7 separate regions of the Mus musculus genome follow, and regions 1, 3, 4, 5, 6 and 7 are each linked to region 2. Evidence: chromatin contacts called from public ChIA-PET, HiChIP or PLAC-seq and promoter capture Hi-C data. All regions are on one chromosome and are shown on one strand. Each heading gives the region's core, a stretch centred on a gene start, on an enhancer-like site or on the middle of the called end of the contact. The rest is flanking DNA. Distances are from core to core; before and after follow the strand shown. Region 1 holds the start of Zfr2 (zinc finger RNA binding protein 2). Region 2 holds the start of Ap3d1 (adaptor-related protein complex 3, delta 1 subunit). Region 3 holds the start of Apc2 (APC regulator of WNT signaling pathway 2). Region 4 holds the start of Slc39a3 (solute carrier family 39 (zinc transporter), member 3). Region 5 holds the start of Tcf3 (transcription factor 3). Region 6 holds the start of Dazap1 (DAZ associated protein 1). Region 7 holds the start of Pcsk4 (proprotein convertase subtilisin/kexin type 4).

The links. ChIA-PET counts read pairs in DNA pulled down with a chosen protein or histone mark. HiChIP or PLAC-seq counts read pairs in DNA pulled down with a chosen protein or histone mark. Capture Hi-C pulls out chosen DNA fragments and counts their contacts.
Region 1: a contact with region 2 is called in an RNA polymerase II ChIA-PET map of memory CD8 T cells, with 5 read pairs. The contact joins the promoter of Zfr2 here to the promoter of Ap3d1 in region 2. A contact is called at or near these places in 4 of 39 promoter capture datasets (the SN4741 cell line, liver and pre-B cells), 1 of 484 Hi-C or Micro-C datasets (embryonic stem cells) and 1 of 115 datasets of contacts at active chromatin or transcription factors (memory CD8 T cells).
Region 3: a contact with region 2 is called in a promoter capture Hi-C map of liver. The contact joins the promoter of Apc2 here to the promoter of Ap3d1 in region 2. A contact is called at or near these places in 3 of 39 promoter capture datasets (hematopoietic stem and progenitor cells, neural stem cells and pre-B cells), 2 of 484 Hi-C or Micro-C datasets (both in embryonic stem cells) and 2 of 9 other capture datasets (liver and macrophages).
Region 4: a promoter capture Hi-C map of adipose tissue shows a contact between it and region 2. The contact joins the promoter of Slc39a3 here to the promoter of Ap3d1 in region 2. A contact is called at or near these places in 21 of 39 promoter capture datasets (the 3T3-L1 cell line, 3T3-L1-derived adipocytes, the C10 cell line and 13 more), 3 of 484 Hi-C or Micro-C datasets (embryonic stem cells, muscle stem cells and palatal mesenchyme), 9 of 115 datasets of contacts at active chromatin or transcription factors (bone marrow-derived macrophages, cardiomyocytes, embryonic basal ganglia and 6 more) and 5 of 9 other capture datasets (adipose tissue, embryonic stem cells, liver and 2 more).
Region 5: an H3K27ac HiChIP or PLAC-seq map of embryonic stem cells shows a contact between it and region 2, with 15 read pairs. The contact joins the promoter of Tcf3 here to the promoter of Ap3d1 in region 2. A contact is called at or near these places in 2 of 39 promoter capture datasets (the C10 cell line and erythroid cells), 2 of 15 datasets of contacts at CTCF or cohesin (the NIH/3T3 cell line and large pre-B cells), 6 of 484 Hi-C or Micro-C datasets (CD8 T cells, the G1E-ER4 cell line, the N1E-115 cell line and 1 more), 11 of 115 datasets of contacts at active chromatin or transcription factors (bone marrow-derived macrophages, differentiating embryonic stem cells, effector CD8 T cells and 6 more) and 2 of 9 other capture datasets (adipose tissue and pancreatic islet).
Region 6: a contact with region 2 is called in a promoter capture Hi-C map of liver. The contact joins the promoter of Dazap1 here to the promoter of Ap3d1 in region 2. A contact is called at or near these places in 3 of 39 promoter capture datasets (liver, neural stem cells and pre-B cells), 1 of 484 Hi-C or Micro-C datasets (B cells), 3 of 115 datasets of contacts at active chromatin or transcription factors (astrocytes, large pre-B cells and pancreatic cancer cells) and 4 of 9 other capture datasets (adipose tissue, liver, macrophages and 1 more).
Region 7: an H3K27ac HiChIP or PLAC-seq map of microglia shows a contact between it and region 2, with 4 times the contacts expected there. The contact joins the promoter of Pcsk4 here to the promoter of Ap3d1 in region 2. A contact is called at or near these places in 1 of 39 promoter capture datasets (liver) and 3 of 115 datasets of contacts at active chromatin or transcription factors (astrocytes, microglia and pancreatic cancer cells).

What each region holds. Positions count from the first base shown.
Region 1 is chr10:81,231,879-81,234,578 of GRCm38.p6, reverse strand. Zfr2 (zinc finger RNA binding protein 2) reads right to left here and starts at 1,416. Exons shown (of 18, transcript NM_001034895.3): 1 at 1,337-1,416. The coding sequence starts at 1,389.
Region 2 is chr10:80,740,963-80,743,662 of GRCm38.p6, reverse strand. It overlaps Ap3d1 (adaptor-related protein complex 3, delta 1 subunit), which reads left to right and starts at 1,388. Exons shown (of 31, transcript NM_007460.2): 1 at 1,388-1,767. The coding sequence starts at 1,672.
Region 3 is chr10:80,299,727-80,302,426 of GRCm38.p6, reverse strand. Apc2 (APC regulator of WNT signaling pathway 2) reads right to left here and starts at 1,385. Exons shown (of 15, transcript NM_001372241.1): 1 at 1,112-1,385; 2 at 449-607; 3 at 200-290; 4 at 1-113. The coding sequence starts at 1,204.
Region 4 is chr10:81,036,049-81,038,748 of GRCm38.p6, reverse strand. It overlaps Slc39a3 (solute carrier family 39 (zinc transporter), member 3), which reads left to right and starts at 1,434. Exons shown (of 4, transcript NM_001358898.2): 1 at 1,434-1,545.
Region 5 is chr10:80,432,257-80,434,956 of GRCm38.p6, reverse strand. Tcf3 (transcription factor 3) reads left to right here and starts at 1,322. Exons shown (of 19, transcript NM_001164149.2): 1 at 1,322-1,637.
Region 6 is chr10:80,263,741-80,266,440 of GRCm38.p6, reverse strand. It overlaps Dazap1 (DAZ associated protein 1), which reads right to left and starts at 1,427. Exons shown (of 12, transcript NM_133188.3): 1 at 1,263-1,427. The coding sequence starts at 1,291.
Region 7 is chr10:80,328,146-80,330,845 of GRCm38.p6, reverse strand. It overlaps Pcsk4 (proprotein convertase subtilisin/kexin type 4), which reads left to right and starts at 1,373. Exons shown (of 15, transcript NM_008793.2): 1 at 1,373-1,575; 2 at 1,796-1,900. The coding sequence starts at 1,396. Reep6 (receptor accessory protein 6) reads right to left here and starts at 701. Exons shown (of 5, transcript NM_001204931.1): 1 at 501-701. The coding sequence starts at 615. It overlaps Gm51809 (a long non-coding RNA gene), which reads left to right. Exons shown (of 3, transcript XR_003949017.1): 3 at 354-387.

The DNA.
Region 1 (2,700 bases), core at 167-2,666, 490 kb before region 2:
GTGTGTGGCGCCATCCCTGGGCTCTGGTCCTGGGTTCTATAGGACAGCAGGCTGAGCAAGCCATGGGGAGCAAGCCTGTCAGCAGCGCCCTCCATGGACTCTGCATCAGCTCTGCCTCCAGGTTCCTGCCCTGTGTGAGCTCCTGTCATGGTGATCTGGAAGTGTGAGTCACGCAAATCCTTTCCTCCCAGCTTGCTGTTGACTGGAGCGTTTTCTTTTCTTTTTTTTTTTCTTTTCATCATTTGTATATTTGTGTGTGTTGTGCTACGGCAGTGGACTTGCCTGACTTACAGACCTGGAACTCTGGTCCCCACAGTGACCCTCTCACCAGCTCTTGGCCCGGGTGTGTTATCACTGCAACTGTAACCCTAACCAAGCCACTGAGTGAAGAGGACACTCGTCCCCAGCCGTCAGCCCCCAACTCCTCACACACAGCCAAGCGCCTTCTCTCCACTTGGCACGGACATTATTCATGTGGCCTTTTATTTAGAGACAACATCTCCTTTAGTTCTTCAGCCTGGCCTCATACTCACTGTAGCTCAGGCTAGCCCTGAACTTAGACACACACACACTGCCTCAGCTTCTCTCTTCAAAGATTGGATTGGAAGCCTGTGCCACTTGCCTGTGCTTTACTGACTTCCAAAGACCAGAGGCTCACTTTACCCTGCCTAGCTTAGCCCCCCATCCATTAGACACAGAACCCCAGACCCCATCCTCGTCTGGAGAGCCCCCCATCCATCAGGGACTGAACCCAAATTCATCCCTGTCTAGAGGGTAACCCATCTGTCAGACACCAGAACCCCCAATCCATACTCACCTGGAGGGTCCCCCATTCATCAGGGATTAGAACCCCCAATTCAGGCCCATCTGGAGGGTCCCCCATCCACTAGACATCAGAACCCCAGACTCCATCCCCGTCTCGAGGGTCCTCCATCCATCAGGAACCAGAACTCTGACTCCATCCCTGCCTGGAGGATTCCCCCATACATCAGACACCAAAAACTCCAATTCTATCCATCAGGGGCCAGAACACCCCACCCTATTCCCGCTTGGAAGGTTCCCCAAGGTCTCAGGTCCTCTCTGAGGTCAGTCCCCTCCCCCAACTCTGTCCTCCATCCTCGGTCCCCACCCTACCCATCCAGGTCGGTCCCTCCTAGGCTAGCCCTATCCCCACGGGGTCCCCGCCCCCACCCTGCCTGTCACTCCCCGGACTCCCCGCCCCGCCCTCCCGCGGACCCCAGGGGCCGTCGCCCCGCCTCGGGCCCGCCCCGCTCCCCGTGACTCACGACCGAGTCCCGCGGGGTTGGGGCGCCTCGCCGCCCACGGGGCTCGTTACCTGGACGACGGGTTGGTGCCCTGCGCGAGGCCGGAAGAGCTGCTAGCCGCCATGTCCACGTCCTCCCGGAGCCCACGGGAGTGACGTCAGGGCCTTGCCCCCGACGCACCGCCCCGTGCTCGTTCAAGCCCCGCCCCTGCTCGAACCTGCCATCCCTAGCCCCAGAGAGCCTCAGCCTGTCTCCGCCCACCGGCCAAGCCCCGCCCCCTACGGAGGACGCCTAACTCAGGTGCCTCTATGATGATGAAAGGACATCTTAGGGAAGTCGGTTCTAGACCCGGCCTGCCATCCGCCACGTGGAGTCCCAGGGATCAAGGATCAAACTCCAGTAGTTGGGCTTGGCGGCAAGCCCCATCACCTGCTGATGTACACTGCCACCTTCCTTATCTCTTCTTGGACGCAAGGCAGAGAGCTGGCTGATTCTTGAGAAAGCTTGAGAAATTCCAAGGCTGAGAGAGTGGGTGGGTGGCACGTGACCATCCTTGACCTGAGCATGTGTGGCCTCCAAGGCTTAAGGCTCTAGGTGTGTAGCCCACGTCTTTCTAGAAGGCAGGGGGACTGTGGCAGTTTCTCTTGAGTTACATGTGATCTTTTCCCCTATTATTTATTGCAAGCCCTGTGCCCTTGACTTTTGCCTCTGAGAGTCCAACTTCTGACGTGTTCTAGAAAGGTGCAAACTGATTTATCAGTGCTAAAGGAAACACACAAAATGGAGTAATAGCCCAGAAAATGCAAGGAAACCCAGACACCTATTCCAACATGGATGGATGGCCCTTGAGGACAGCATGTCAGCATGAGTCAGACACAAAAGGACACTCGGACCAGGATCTCACTTCCAGGAGGTTCCTGGAGTCCTCAGACTGACAGACACAGGAAGTAAGATATAAGAAGTAGGGAGGTGATGGGCATAGTGTGGGTAGATGGAAGGTTCTGAAAGTGGGTGGGAGTTATGGCCGCACCGACAGGTGAATGAGCCTCGTGCTCAGTGAGACAGTAGGCACGCATTTCCATGGTGGGAAATGCCTAGAACAAACCTGTTGTCAGGAAGAGAGAGCCTATGTGACCTATACTCACATGTACACTCGTATGAACGTAGGAGATCCGAGAGTACTGACAGTACAGGCAAAGGCCTTGTGGCAGGAAGGAACTTGATGTGCTCACAGGATGTGCAGAAAGAACCTTGGAGATCCACTACTATGTGGGGTCTTATATTAGTTACCAGGAAAGATAAGAAACTGAATGGAGGGGGGTTAAACCCCAAACATTTATTCTCTCACACTTTCAGGGACCAAAGTCTGGGCGATTAGTTCTTTATGGACACTGGGGACATCCTTCTCTGCTCTCTTTTACTTCTGGTAACGTCT
Region 2 (2,700 bases), core at 139-2,638:
CCGACTGGTCTTCAGAAGGTCCGGAGTTCAAATCCCAGCAACCACATGGTGGCTCACAACCACCCATAATGAGATCTTATGCCCTCTTCTGGTACGTCTGAAGACAGCTACAGTGTACTTACATGTAATAAATAAGTAAATAAATAAATAAATAAAAGTGTTTGTGCACCAAAAAAAAAAAAATTAGTCCCAAGCCTATTTTGTCTTTCAAGTACAATTACATGCTTGTAACACACGAAAGCTCACTGTGTTCCTTATTTAACGTTTGCAGCCAAAGGAGGGGACACATTCTATGCTTAATGCTAACTTTACTATATCTTTCTGGCAAAACAATCTAAACCATCTCCTTAAACTTTCTTTTTTTTTTTTTAAGATGTATTTATTTATTATATGGAAATATATTGTAGCTGTCTTCAGACACTCCAGAAGAGGGAGTCAGATCTCCTTTACGGATGGTTGTGAGCCACCATGTGATTGCTGGGATTTGAACTCTGGACCTTCGGAAGAGCAGTCGGGTGCTCTTACCCACTGAGCCATCTCACCAGCCCCTCCTTAAACTTTCTATCACCTACCCTAACATCTTAAAACTATTTTAATCAAATAAGAAATTCTATAAAATCATTAATTCATCTATTTTATGAAAGTTCATCTTTATATTAATCTGCAGGAGACTTGCCCAATCGAGTGGGCTGTCTCCCAATAAGCAACCACAGCAGACTCTAGGCAGTGAGGGTCTCCTGGTGCCCATTCACATCGTACTAGATATGGGAGGCATATAACAATGAAAAACATGAGGAGGCACTGCAGCACCAAGAAGTAATCCAGAGACGAACGCCTCCGGGGGGCAGTGCCTCTCTAGGAACATGCATCACAGCTGTGCAAAACGGTGGACCATCTCCAGCAAAGTCACTTGCCCACCACAGTTTCTCCTGTATGGTGTCCACCATCCAAGCCTTGTGCTGGTTTTACAGACAGGGTTTCACAGGCCGGCCGGTTGGATTGCTGGTGTGATTGACTCCTGACACTGATTCCCAAGTCACCACTTAAATTCAGAAAAGGCTGGGCTGGATATATTTGGCCAGGACCTTGCAGAAAAAGCTCCACGTGGAGCTCCGCCCTCCTCTAGCCACGCCCACACCAGATAAGACCACGCCCACTGCTGTCATTTAGCGAGTGGGGAGACCTGCTCTCGATTTTCCCTTAGGGGCGTGGTTAGGACGTCTGTGGAGTTCTTGTTCACCAATGAGGCTGCAAGGCATTGCAGAGGAAGGGGTGGGCTGCTAGGCGTCAAAGGGTGGTGTCTGCTTTCCTATTGGGTGGCGTGTGGTTGTCAAGGAAACTGCAATGTGGGGCTGGGCTTTTCGGTGAGGCGGGGCTTCCGGGAGGCTGAGGCTCTCCGTCAGCTGACCCACCGCCATCTTGGCCGCCATTTGCAGCGGCCCTAAGCTGGGAAGGGTCTGTGGAAGCTGGGGGGGGCGGGCTTACTGGCTACCCCTTCTCCTCAGACTGCTCTCCGGCTACAGCCGTCGCTCTGGCCTCCACGGCGTCCCCTCCGCGGCGGCCGGAAACACAGCGGGGCGGTTGCCTGAGGTGCGGTCGCCGGGTCCCCGCACCTTCTAGGGCCGCGGCAGCGGCGTTTCCCTCGGAGGCCGCAGCCCACGGGCCGCCGCGATGGCCCTCAAGATGGTCAAGGGCAGTATCGACCGCATGTTCGATAAGAACCTGCAGGATCTGGTCCGCGGCATCCGCAACCACAAGGAGGACGAGGTGAGCCGGCGCGGAGCGGGGCTGCCGGGCTTTCCCCCCATTGCCTCTGGCCCGCCGTGGAGCCGTCTTCCTCGACCCCATCGCCTTTCCCGTCCTGCCTGTTCCAGAGCTGCGGCTCTGCACAGCCTCTCCTTCCCCTGGCCTCAGTTTACCCCCAGCAGCTTGAAACAGGCGCTGTCCAAAATGGCTCAGGTGTCTCGTCTGTTGTAACTAGGGGCCACTCCCTGAACCTCCAAATTGTCCACTTGGAGCAGTCCTTGCCCTAAAGGCCTCAGCGTTTTAGGTCTTGAAGTTGGATGCCACTGCTAGAGCCTGAGTTTACCTTCTTGAAGAAGACTTACTTAGGCAAAGGTTCCCCCACTTGAGCTAGTTTCTGGATCCCATATGGAGGAATCGGGGACCCTCACAGAAAAATCCTGTCATAGGTCTACGTGTCTCCCATGGAGAAATCCCCTTGTCAGGAAAGCACAGGCCCGGGTGGCTGTCTTGGGCTTCCTTGGGAACCCTGCCAGGTTTTCCTGCCCCAGATCCCCTGAACTATTAGTGTGTGCAGGACCTAGGGGCATCTTGGAATGGGGAAGCCTGACTTCAAAACTGGAAGCTCAAAGAAGGCAGAAGTCAGGGTGTGGAAGCGATTTTTCCAGAAGTTACACTGAGACTACAAGCGCTGCTTCCTTTCCTCCCCACAGCCTGTGACCTAGATTAAGGAAGAAGTGATAGAGTGACTACTTAGTGCCTGGCTCAGTGGAAAGACGCAGGCCTCCTCCTGGGCTGGAAGGCCATGCTGAAAGAGGGTGCCTGTCCCTAGCTGGGACAGTCATTTCTCTGTAGCCCTCTTCCCTTCTACCCTACCTGGTGTGGTTTGTACCCTCCCTGCTCTCCCTGGCTGTTACTTCAGTTGAAATAGCTGGTTGGCCTGCGTTTTGCTGGGTG
Region 3 (2,700 bases), core at 136-2,635, 440 kb after region 2:
TGGTCCAGAGCCGTGCACTGGGCTTCCCTCTGGAGTCCGGGCGGCAGGCTCCGGGCCCAGGGCTGGAGCATGAAACTTGAGGTTGTACAGGCTACTGATGTCAGTCTGAAGAGCTGGAGGGAGGGAGGCACTGGTGAAGGTCAGTGACCTGCTCTTGCTATATCCCTGCTGGCCATGGGCCGTTCTGGAAGTCACTCACCTTTCAGTTGCTCTAACACTTCTGTCTGCCCGGAAGACACGAGCACTCTCGCCTCCTGCTCCAGCTTGCCCTGGAGGTGTTTCAGGACCTCCTGCGGGCATGGTAGGGAATAGGTCTGTGAGCATCAGGGCTGCCTGGACACACAGACATCTGTCACCCTGGCAGTCCACATGCCTTGAGGACCCCTCCCAAGACATCGGTGCTTTCGTGTCTGTCTTTCTGACCCATGCCCTCCATGCAGGCTCTCACCTTCATTCCAGAAGTCTCTGTCTCAAGCTTGGAGAGATGGCTAGAGTTATCCCTCAGCTCCTGCCTTAAGTGAGTGTTCTCGGCCTTCAGGGCCTCCACCTGGCGCACCAGCTGCTCATATGAGGCCATGGAGCTGGTCATTTTCAACTCCTGCAGTGCCTGGGGGTAAGGGGTCACAACAGTGGGTGCTGGTCATCGGCTCCCTCTCAGAAAGTCCTGGAGCAGAGCCCAGCCCTCCCACCCATCCTGGGTGTGCCCTCGAGGCAGGAATAGTGTCAACCAGTCACCTGGGAACCAGCATTTGAGAGAGACATAGAAACAGGAGGAATTGAACCTGGGAGGCTATTTGATGTGTATAAGGCTAACTGATGGGTGGACAGACAGAAAGACTCTATGATACCTGTACTGACAGCCAGAGAGACACACAGACATCTGTCACCCTGGCAGTCTAAGTCAGCAGGGCCACCTGGAGGCCACCAGGCTCACAGACTGACACAGGAGAAGCTGACTGCAGACAGACAGACAGACAGACAGACAGGAGGGCAGACACACTGGGAAGGAGGGGTCACTAGATAGCCCAGAACACCCTGAAGGCCGAGCAGCCTTGGCTAAGAGAGTGATGGGCAAGAGGAAGGGAGGGCGATGCAGAAGACCCCGACTCACCACAATCCTCCCAGGTGTTTGTGTCCTGGGCCGGGACCCCCTGTGGCCCCACATCCCTCCACTCACGCAAGGGTCCCCAGTGGCTCTGTTCATGGCTCAGCAACCTCCAGCCTGGATACCATGCCTCCCTCAGCTCCGTCACAGCCCCATTCTTTGTGCTTCTGTCTGTCTTTTCTTTCTCTCTCTGTCCGGCCTCCTCCCTCTGTCCAGTTGGCCAGCACCTTCTCCCCCAGCTTGGCTCTCCCTCCAAGGCTATCCTGAGACCTCCACGACTGATCCTCCTTCCGTCTTTGTTCCCTTCCGTCTATGGAAGCCCCCTCCCTCCGCCTTTGTCTGAGGTCCACCAATAGCATCCTCTCGTCCTGAGGCACGGTGGAGTGCGTAACACCATCTCATCCTCTCGGCTGCTCCCTCCTCAGGAGCTTCCTCTCCTTGCCAGCCTTGAGGCTTCATCCCAAACCAACCACACCCCCTCCCCTGCTTAGGTGACACCTGCTCCCCCCACCCCCAACACACATAACCTAATGCTCTTTTTTTCCCTTCTTCTCTGGAAAGCCCCGCCTACCCTGATGTCACCCAGGACATGGGTAGAGGGAAGCAGTGAGTGTCTAGGGTCTCAGCCCCTCATCATTCCATCCCCTCAGAGGACCTGCTGTGGACCTAGCCATGCCTTCTGCTCTCTTCCTAAAACAGCTGTTCCCCCAAAAGGGAAACTGAGGTCCAGGGCTGAGGGGTGGGAAAGAAGAGGGGGAGGAGGAAAGACAGACATAATCAAAATCCAGACCCTGGGATGCTCAGAAGTCCAGGCAGTTAGGCAGGCATGGTGGCGCTCACCCATTGTTTCAGCACTCAGAAGGTGGTGGTAGGAAGATCAAGAATTCAAGCCTAGCTTAGGCTACATATTGGGTTCATGACTAGCCTGGGCTACATATGGCTCTGTCTCAAAAGACCAAAAATTAATACAAACAAAGCAGTCCCCTCTCCACGCCTTCTGCATCCACCTGAAGGGTGAGGAAAATCCTGGCCGGTCCAAGGGCTGACAGAAGGTCCCAAGGGAGACCTACTCATGCTTGTCTTTGGGTAGGATGTTAATCCTACCCAAACCAAATTCGGGGTATCCCAGCTAGGAACAAGGCTCATATCTAATCTAAGCCCTGGTTGGAGCTGAAGTCACCCATGCCCTGCCCAGCCAAAAGAAACAGATGAGGCTCGGCAGGTACGGACATCCATCCCCACATGCCAACCTGTGCCGACGTTCTCAGTCCACATTTGATGCCCTTCTTTAATGTACCCTGTTGTTCGGAATCCACAGGGCTACCAGCCCTCTAGGCTGGGTGCATTCGCATTCGATTCTGCACCCCTCTCACCAGGCCACTCCTCCATCCTCTCCTTGCCTGCTATATACTGAAGTCACACTCCCCTCCAAAAGACGCCATCCTTGCACTATGGCTCCTGATGCCCTCGGGATAAGCCTTGACCCCCACAGGCACACTGGAATTCGCTGGGGACAGAGATGCACTCACTTGTCCTTAGGTTTGCACACGAGGCCACCTTTGACTCCGGTAGCCCCACAACCTACATCGTCCTAC
Region 4 (2,700 bases), core at 185-2,684, 300 kb before region 2:
CTTTTATCTGGAAACACCCCAACTCTCCAACAAAATTCAAGCAGATCTATAGTTAGTTAATCCAAACAATAGAATACTATTTAACAATTAGAAAGGAGGACTGAACACAGCTCATCAGTTAAGAAGACTGACTGGCTGCTCTCACAGAGAATGCAGGTTTGTTTCACACATTGTAGCTCAGGACCACCTGTGACTCTGACCCAAGGTCATGCAACACTTTCCTCTGACCTCTTTGGGCACCAGAGACACACATGGCACTTAGACATGCAGGCAAAGCATTCATACACATAAAATCAAACCAAATAAATCTTTAAAAAAATAAGTTATTTACTTATTTAGATGGACAATGGTGGCGCATATTTTTTATTCTGAGCACTCTGGGAGGCAGAGGCAGGCATATCTCTGAGTTTGAGGCTAGCCTGGTCTACAGAGTGACTTCTAGGTCAGCCAGAAACCCTGTCTCAAAAACCAAATAAATAAGTGAAAATACGAGAAGCTCATGTCACATACATCAGGGTAGGCTCATGTGTTAGTGTGCTGTGCATGGCTCTTTTGATACAGTGTCTCATTCTGTAGGCCAGTCTTGGAAGACAGAGTACATGGATCTTCTGCCTCAGCCTCCAGAGTGTGCTGGGATGACAGACATACATCACCATGTGTAAAACTATAGTGTTCTGTAAAGCTTTGATCTGCAGTGAATGAAGCGTCTTTGTCATCTTTGTTGTCTAGCACAGTAAAAGCACGGTTTACACAGCATACATATTGTGTGAGGTGCTCTAGATATAGCAGGAGGCCAGGTATGGTGACTCACACCTACAATCCAAGCGCTCGGGAAGCTGATGCAGGAGGATTCTGAGCTTTCTGCATGCCACCCAGCCTGGGCTGCTCAGCAAGACCGTAGCTCAAACAAATGAATGTAAAAATAAGGCATACTGTGTAGTATCTGTAGGCTCTACTCAGGTGCCATGTCACTTCAGGAGACATTTCCTAGGCTGCAGGTATGGGTAGAATGATTACATTGTTAGTAACTGTAGTGATTGAGGGGCACAGTAGACCTCTTGAGCTTGAATTTATTCTGGCTATCAATAGATATTTGGTGGACGCCTGTATCTTCTTAAGCCGCGAGGAAAGACTTCAAGAATGTTCCATTCGCTGTAGGAAATCGCTTCCTGCCAAGCCTCCAGCCACACTCATTCAGTACCACGCGACCCTGGACAGCTCCGGGATGGAGGCCCTACTTCCGGAACTATGTTGCCAAGTAGTGTTTTCTATCGGAATCATTTGGTAGCTGCACTCATGTTTAGAAAGGAGAAAACTGCTTTCCGGAGCCAGTAGGCGTTGCAGAAGGATTGGCAGCAGCATCGACCAATGGACTATGAGTTCTGTCGAGTGGCACTGACAGTGTCCAATAGACGCTGATGTGGGCGGGGCGTAGGTAGCAGCTCGCAGCCCCGGGGGTCTCGGCTGGTCCGCTGCGGCGGGGTCCGGACCGCGGGGCAGTTGGCGGCAGGTGGCACTGGCTGGAGGCCTGAGGAGCTGTCAGAGGTACAAGAGGGGTCAGGGCGTGGCCTGGGCGTGGCGGGCTTGGGGCAGGGCGGAGCCGAGGGCCCTGGCCGACCGTGCCTGCCTGTTCACAGAGTCTTTGCTTCAGTGTGAGGCTGAGTGGAGCACACAGTAGGCGCACAATAAGTGATTAAGGAAAGACTGAGCTTGTCGCCCGCCAGCCCTGCCCCGACTGGCCCGATTTTGAGAGCACCCGAGGTATCCCTACCTGACCCTGTCTTCTAGCATCAATTGGGCGCCTGTTGTATGCACTTTGCCTTGTGTTCACAGCAGTGGAGGGAAGGACTTTAAGGGAGTTATTTTTGTTGTTAATTTTTTAAAAAATTATAGTAATTATGTCCTTTATAATATTCCTCTAGAATATTTTAATTTTAAAGTTTAACTTAATTTTAACCTTATTTATTTCATCCTAATTTTCTTTCGTATTTTATTTTCATTTTTTTTTTTGTTTTTGTTTTTGTTTTTGTTTTTTTTGTTTTTTGAGACAGGGTTTCTCTGTATAGCCCTGGCTGTCCTGGAACTCACTTTGTAGACCAGGCTGGCCTCGAACTCAGAAATCCGCCTGCCTCTGCCTCCCAAGTGCTGGGATTAAAGGCGTGCGCCACCACTGCCCGGCCTATTTTCATTTTTAAAATTTACTTTCCTTCTTTTTTTTTTCGACAAAATTTACTTTTCAAATTTATTTTATGTGTCTGTGTTTATGCACATGTGTGCAGTGCCCAAAGCGGCCAGAAGAGGGGAATAGATAGATCTTTCTAGGCTAGAATGGAACCTTGGTCATCTGCAAAAACAGCCAGTGCTCTCAACTGCTGAGAGTGTCTCTGCTGCTACTATCTTATCTTATTATTTCATTTCTTTATTTATATTTCTTTCCAAGTCAGGGTTTCTCTTTGTAAACCTGGCTGTCCTGGAACTCACTTTGTAGACCAGGCTGGCCTCGAACTCAGTAATCTGCCTGCCTCTGCCTCCCAAGTGCTGGGACTAAAGGCGTGCGCCACCACTGCCCGGCTGTATTTTCTTTTTAAATTTTGTTGTATTACTTTATTCTGAAGTAGGGTCTTCCTCACTGTCCAGGCTGGTCTCAAATGTGTAGCCGTTGTCCCGCCTCACCCTCCTGTGTACTAAGATGATAGTCAC
Region 5 (2,700 bases), core at 73-2,572, 310 kb after region 2:
GCCATGCACCTTTCTGCTGTGTTCATTGGGCTGTGAGCCCCAGTGAGCTGTGAAGACTGAGCAGAAGCTAGGCGCGAGGGACATATTGTCTCTACAACCCTCAGGGAGAGGCAGGGTCTCACTGGACAGCCTTAGCTGGCTGGCTTGCAACTTGCTTTATATAACCGGCTAGCCTCAAACTCAAACAAAGAGCTCCTCCTGCCTCCCAAGAGCTGGGATTAAAGGCATGGGCCACCACACCTGGCCTCATTATGTGTTTTTCTTTTTTAAATTTATTTTATCATATATTATATCCCAATCTCAGTTTACCCTCTCTCCTCTCAGTACCCCTCCCGCCCTCGTTGTTTCGTTGTTCTTTCTTTCTTTCTTTCTTTCTTTCTTTCTTTCTTTCTTTCTTTCTTTCTTTCGAGACAGTGATTCTTGGATAGCCTTGGCTATCCTGGAACTCACTCTGTAGACCAGGATGGCCTTGAACTCACAGAGATCTGCTTGCCTCTGTCTCCCCAGTGCTGGGATTAAAGTGCCGCCACCTCCTGGCATTTTTTATTATATGCACCACGAAACACCTATTTTCAAAAGACGGAAAAGTTGACCAATGTGGAGGTCCTTCAGCAAGAGAGAGAATGATCCATCGTTTCCTAGCCTCTCATTAAGGATCTGATATCCCATCCCGACTTTGATATACCCGCTCGAACACATAACACCCAGAGCCCATCCTAGAAACTCAAATAGAACCCACTTGACGTGGCGGCGCCGGCGGGCATAAGAACCCGAAAATAAAATCTCAAACCCCGCCCTTCCACCGCCTTCCCGTTGAGTTTCTCGCGGCCTCTTGCTCTGAGAATCCCGCCTCTGCTGTAGGGCGGGAACGCAGATGATACTTCGCAATAAATGGTTTGAGTTCTGCCAATCTAACCTCTCCACCTTCCCATTGGTTATTTGTAGCGGTCCTTATCTTTCAATCTAATGGTCCTTCCCGCTTGCGTCAAGGACGCTTCGCTCAGTGCGTGTATACCGCCGCGTAGGAAGATAGTTCCTAAGTCTTTCCCTCGGTTTGATAGAGACTATCTCTGCCGGAAGTACTTTAGTATTAGATACGGGTTGATTCTTGGTGTCATGGTAATCTTTGTGGGTGTTCTGGCAGTGACTGTTGTGAGGTGGTGTATGTTACTATCGCCTCAAGAGGTAGTGGAGGGATCTGTGTATCCGGTCGGGGCGCGGCTGCAGCGACTTAGGGGAGGTGGCTTTTGGCGACAGTGGGCGTGGTCACTTGGGGGCGTGGCTTCCGCGGGCGGCGCGGGGCGGGGTGGGGGGGCGGAACATGTCTCCCGCCGCAGGAAGATGAGGCAGCGCCGGCGGCTGCGGGCGTAGCGGGCCACCGCGGGCCACCGCCGCGCGCCGCCGCCTCTGCTACAGTCCCTTCCCGCGGGGCCTGCTCTGAGAGAAGCTCGAGAGAGACCAGGCGACGCGAACGCGAGTGGGGAGGAGGAAGGACGCGCGACCCCGAGCCCTGCGCGCTCCCGCCGCCCACGCGCGACCCTCGGGGACGCGCCCGCCACCCTTTTGTCCCCGGGGTCCCCGAGGGCGGTGGGCAGCAGGGAGCCCCGGTGCACCCGGTGCATGCCCCCGCCCAGCAGGTGAGCGCACGCGGAGGGGCCCCGGACGCGCGCGTGGGGCTCACGGGGACGCGCGCACGGTGGGGACCCCCCCCCTCTGCTTAGTGCATGAGAAAAAAAAAGTTGCCTCTGGGTCTCTCTCGGGTCCGCGGGGAGGCTAGGGCTGGGGTGAGCCCCCGGGGGAGTGTGCACGCGTCCCCCTTGCACAGGGCCCCGGGCCCGGCGGCGCATTGTTCTCTGTCTTCAACTTTGCGCGCCTGGAGAGGGGGGCGACGTGGAGGGGACGCGCGCACTTGAGAGCAAACTTTGCCCAGGCCTCTTTTGTGACGGTTCTCTGTGGACGGTCACCCAACTTCATCAGATAGGAATTCTCCAACTCGTGGGGATCTTAGGGGAGGTGTTCCCTTTCCATCTGCCCTTAGAGAGGGGGTCCTCCTGATCGGAGCTGGAGTTTGGAGGGAAGAGAGAGGGCCACCTCCTCATTCCATTAGCTAGTGGTTCCACAACTCGTGGTTATCTTAGGGGAGGTGTCCCCTTATCACCCACCTTCACCTCTTCACTTGAGGTGTCCCCTTGATCCTAGTGGAGTTTGGAAGGCTGAGGATTATATCGCACTCCACAATTTAGAGTTCCTAATTCTTGGGGATTTTGTGGGAGGTGTCCCTTTCCAACCCACCCCCACCCAGGGAAGTCTCCAAATCTCCATCCAAACTGGAATTTGGAAGGAAGAGTGAACCCAATATCTTCACCTCGTTAACTTGGGGTTCCCCAACTCCTGGAGATCTTGGAAGACCCCCCCTGCCACTTAAGGATGCCCCCCCCCCGATTTAAACTGGAGTTTGGAGGAAAGAGAGCAAGTCCTTTTGTCTGCTACAAGAAAGGGATCTCTGGGTACAGAGAAGGAGGGGAGACACAGGGACCCCGAGATGGGAACATCTGCTCTGTGTTAATGTGGGGCGCGGCACAGCTCAGGGTTTGGGACACGATGGTGGCCTCTGCGAGCCTCAGAACTTCCAACCTTCCTCCTCCCGCAGTGGCTGCTGGAATGGGGGAGGGAGGAGAAGGGGGGGGTCATCCCCAATTC
Region 6 (2,700 bases), core at 178-2,677, 480 kb after region 2:
TTTGGGAGGGTCCTTCAAACCCTTATTCTATAGGGCCTTCCCAACCACCTTATCCACATAACCCTCCAGCTCTCTTTTGGAGTCCTCTTCCTTCTCCTTCTCCTTCTTCTTCTTTTTTTGTTTTTCGAGACAGGGTTTCTCTGTGTAGCCCTGGCTGTCCTGGAACTCACTTTGTAGACCAGACTGGCCTCGAACTCAGAAATCCACCTGCCTCTGCTTCCCAAGTGCTGGGATTAAAGGCGTGCGCCATCACCGCCCAGCTCTGGGGTCCTCTTCTAACTCCTGTGAAGGACTCAGCACCTTGAGTTATCTTTTGGGGTCTCCCGACACCAACTTTTCAGTGTTCCCAAATTCCTTTAATTTTATCAGAGGGGGGCGTCTCCCCGACACCCAGGCTCTACTTAGGGTCCCTCTAACATCTGAACTATCCTTTAGTGTCCCTCAGTCTCCTGATTTGATGGTCACCTTAATTCCTGAAATCTGGAGAATCCCACAACCTCCAAAATTATCATTTGAAGACTCCTTGACCCCAAACTCCACTTAGGAAGCTCCAACATCCTGATCTGTTCTTTGTGATCTCCTCATCCCTGCGCTTTTACTAGATAACCCCAGCACCCTAATCTTTCGGGGTACCTCTCAGATCCCCGCGTTATCCCATGCGGTCTCTCTGAGTTGTAATCTATACTTTGGGGTTCCTCGGCACCCATAACCTAATTTATTTGACCTATGTATTCTTTAGGGTGTCTCAGCATCCTTAATCTATTTTACAGGGTTTCCATTACCTGTGATCTAGCTTTTAGAATTCAACTCCCCAGAGCAACTCTATGGGGTCTCTCTGCTCTATAATCTATTCTTTGGAGATCCCTCAGTTTCACCATTCTAATACTTAGGGTTCACAAGGACCCTGGTCCATTTTTGTAATCTCCCTGGTACTTAGAATCTATGAGAGATCTCTCAGCACCCCTAATTATCCTACATTACCTTCCTGACTTCAAGGATCCACTTAAGGGTCTTCAACACCCTGATTTATCATTTCAGGGTCTCTCAGTCCGGTGAGTTATCCTATGGGATGCCCCTGACCCGTGAACCTTCATTTAGGGTTTCTCTGGCTCGTGAGTTATCACCTTGGGTCCCTTCAGTTACCCATGGGCTGCCTTTGGGGCGACCCCCCAGCACCCCGGCTCTCCTCTAAAGTCCCGGCCCGGCCGGTCCGGCACCCCGGCCTCCCTCGCTCTGGGCCTGGCCCGGCTCCACAGCCTCACCCGATTTCGTCGGCGCCCGCGCTGTTCATGGCGCCCCGTCCCGGCCCGCTGCGCCCCGCTCCTCCGGAAGGTCACCGCTCGTCCCTCCCCGCAGCCGCGGCCCGGATCTGCGCAACGGCGGCGGCGCTGAGCCTCCTCCCTCCGCGCCAACGGTCGCTGCGCGTCCCCGCGCCTCCGCGCCTCCGCCCTGCGCACGCCCGGGCGCGCTCCCGCACGGGGCCTCCGGGGGCGGGGCCAGGGGCGCGCCGCGCGTGCGTGCCCGCTTGCGAGAGGGACGCAGAGCTCTGCGCCTGCGCAACACGGACAACCGAGACATGCGTTTCCGCCCTGTCGAATCTAATCCTTCTGGGAAATGCAGTCCTCTGCATTATCTGGCCTTCAGAAGGCGCGCGGAGGGAGACAGCCACGTGCGTGCGTACGCGTGCATGCGGCGCCGGGCGTTCATGGCGCGCGCAGGCGCAGACGCGGGTTCCCCTTTATCCACTCGCGAATCTTGGTCTTGCGTGGGGGCTTGCGAGGGGAAAAAGTCTAAGATGCCCCTCAGAGGCCGGTGCATAAAGCAGGCTGCACGTTCATGCTCTGAACTGTGTCACCTCCCGCTCTTCCTTTTTCGCAGATGATACACTGGGTCACAAAGGCTGACTCACCTGTCCAAGGTCATTCAGTTAAGGCTCGATTGGGTTCAAAGTAAAAATTAACCAAGTTCAATAGTTACTAAGAAAAAGTAAAAACAAAAAAACATTGTCCCTAGTACCACTAACATGGACAGCCACACTCTTACTACTATCTATTGTCTGCAGCTGACTTCTCACTTGGATAATCTGCCTTTCCTCTCATAACCAGTTCCCTGTCTCAAAAAGGTATATAAAGCTGGGCAGTGGTGGCGCACACCTTTAAACCCAGCATTTGGGAGGCAGAGGCAGGTGGATTTCTGAGTTCAAGGCCAGCCTGGTCTACAGAGTGAGTCCCAGGACAGGCAGGGCTACACAGAGAAACCCTGTCTCGAGAAAACAAAACAAACAATAATAATAATAATAATAATAATAATAATAACAACAACAACAACAACAACAACAACATAATAAGTAAGTGAATAAAACGATGTAATGGCTCAGTTTGTTGAGCATCTTTCTAGGCTAAAGAGCTGGGTTCCATCCCCAGACTACTTAAAACAGTCATGGCAGTGCAAACCTGTCATCCCAGCGCTCAGGTTGGAGAGGAAGACTGGGAATTCAAGGTCAGCCTCCCTTGGTCAGCTATATAGTGAACTAGAAGCCAGCTGAGGTACACAAGACTTTCTCAAACAAAAACCAAAACATACATACAAGCAAACAAACAAAGCCTGAAGCAGGGCAGTATTGGTGCACACTTTTAAACCCAGCACTTGGGAGGCAGAGACAGGCTGATCTCTGTGAATTAAGTACAGCTAATATACAGA
Region 7 (2,700 bases), core at 124-2,623, 410 kb after region 2:
GGGGACCCAGCTGTGCATTTCTTCCCAGTCTGGTCTGGGTGCCTAGTACCTCATGAGGTCTTTTCCCAGGCCCATCAGGGACCCAAGATATGCACTCCTTCTAGGTCTGAGTCCTTATGGCCTTGTAGAGGCCCTCAGGAACCTAGGATGTGCACACCTTCCAGGTCAGAGTTCCCAGAACCTCACGATGCCTGGTATAAGGGTCCATCTTAGAGATGGGATGCTGCAGCTAGGAATGAACTCTCAGGACCTCCCAAACCCCGTAGAAAACCTAAGATGTAAACTCCTTCCAGGGTGAGGGCACCCAAACTTCAAGATGCCCAGTCAGAACTTGGGTCCTGCAACTTATACAGGGATAGGACCCGGGAGCCAAGCCTGCATTCCCAGGGCCTCCTGGAGCTCGTCTAGAACCCATGACATGAGTCCTTTCCAGTGATGGGACCCAGGACCTCATGGTGCCCGTTGGGAACCAAGTGACATGCACCCCTCTCCAGGCTCACCCGCGGCGAGATACCGCTTCTCTACACCGGTCCTTGCTTCGAGCGCCCCGAGCGCTTCGGTGGCCACGTTCTTCTGTTCCAGAAAACGTTCGAAGCGCTGGCGCAGACCGTCCATGGCAGCGGCGGGCGCGGGGCAGGCCACTGAAGCACGCCCGCAACCTCGCGCACCGGCGCCGCCGAGAGCGCACTTTCACCACCCGCCCACCGCCCGGCCCCGCCCCCGGCCCAGTGCTTTCGGCCCCGGACCCTGGCTCCGCCCCCGCCCCCCGGCTCTGGCCAATGGGAGGGCAGGGCGGACAAAGGAGGTGGGGCCTGCCCCGTCTCCCCGGCCGCATGGCCCTCTGGCCAGGGTGAGGGCCGGGGCGGCAGCGAGGAGTCCCGAGGGGGCGGGGCCCCAGGGTGATGGCGTGTTGATTGGTCAAGAGGGTGTGGCACGATAGTGATTGGACAAGCGGTAGATTATTGACGGAGAGCGATTGACGTGGGTGGAGCTAGTTGAGGAACAGATGGGCGGAGCCTGGTAAAGATCAGCGCTGATTGGACAGACCAGAAAGGAGGCGGGACTACACTGGAAAAACGAAGCTGATCACGAAGGAGGGGGCGTGGAGAAAAGTGGGCGGGGCCAAATAAAGGTTGAAGGCACCTGTTACCTTGAACCTGCTCCTAAGGGCAGATGGAGGGGTTGTCCTTGTATAGGTGGAGAAAGTGAGGTTCCCGAAGGCTTAGGTCCCTATGAATGTGTCACTCCTAGTGGAATATTCCCACCCCTCCCAGGTGGGGAGGGGGTGGGGGAGGAAGGAAGCGCAAGGCCCCTTGGGAGTTGACAGCTTCGCGTTGCTATGGTGTCCAGGCTGGGAGTGCTTCCTGAAGCCCCGCCCCCGCCCCGCCCCCCGCTATGCGGCCCTCCCAGACAGAGCTGTGGCTGGGTCTGACTTTGACTTTGGCCCTCCTGGCTGTGAGGTGGGCCTCAGCCCAGGCCCCCATCTATGTCAGCAGCTGGGCAGTGCGGGTGACCAAAGGTTACCAGGAAGCTGAGCGCCTGGCCCGTAAATTTGGCTTCGTCAACCTGGGACAGGTGGGTGGGACGTGGGGTGTGGGTCTGGACAACCTCAGATCTGGACAAATGGGAGGGTGTCCCCAAGACCTCCCCAAATATGTATCTGTGTGCCCCTCCATGTTCAATTTGGGATTCTGTGGCTGTCATATGGACCCCTGGCTGAGGTGTATAAAGTCGTGGAGATCCTATCAAAGGAGCAGGGTCCCAGCTATGCCCCTGTTGTCCGTCGCATTCCCAGATCTTCCCTGACGACCAGTATTTCCATCTGCGGCACCGGGGTGTGGCCCAGCAGTCCCTGACTCCACACTGGGGCCATCGTCTACGACTGAAGAAAGATCCCAAGGTGAGAGTGCTCGTGGATGCTGTGTCCCAACCAGTAGCCTTCTGTCACCGTTCCTGCTATGAGTGGCCTGTGTGAAGTGGGGCCTAGTTGGGGAAGCCATGTGTGAGCTAGGCGCATATGTAACACAACTTAATATCCAGGGGGACTCAGATAAACCCTTGCCCTGTTGTCCTGAATGGAAGGTCTCATGCACTGGTCCTTTCCCCCCCTGCAAGCCACAGGATGTAGGGAAGGGAACCGGTCCATTTCAGCACACAGGGGAGCTGGAGTCGGTGAGTGTGCAGAACCAGGGGCAGAGCCCAAGTTTTTGGTGCTTCTGTAGGTGTCCTGTCCACATTAGGCCAGTCTGCCACTGGGAACAACTCTTAGATGGCAGTCAAAAAACAGGCATGGAGGTGTGGTATGAGCCATAGAGGGTTACAGGATACGTTAGAGAGGGGATCACCTGCACTGGGACCTATCTTAGCTATTGCTATGACAAATACCATGACCAAAGCAACTTCCAGAAGGAAGACTTTATTGGAGCTTATTGGACTCAGAGGGTGAGGCCATGGCCAGTATGTCAGGGAGCATAGCAGGAGGGGTCAAGGTGGTGCTGATAGTTCACAAGGGGAAGGGAGAGCTAGCTGGAAAGGACATGGGCTTCTGAAACCTCCAAGCCCACCACCCACCTCCCAGTGATAGCGATAGACCTTCTTAAACAGGTTCACCTACTGGGAACCCAGCCAAGTATAAAAGGTAGGGGCCATTCTCATTCAAACCACCACAGGGACTCAGTGTCTTTAGAAGCCAAGCCTCTG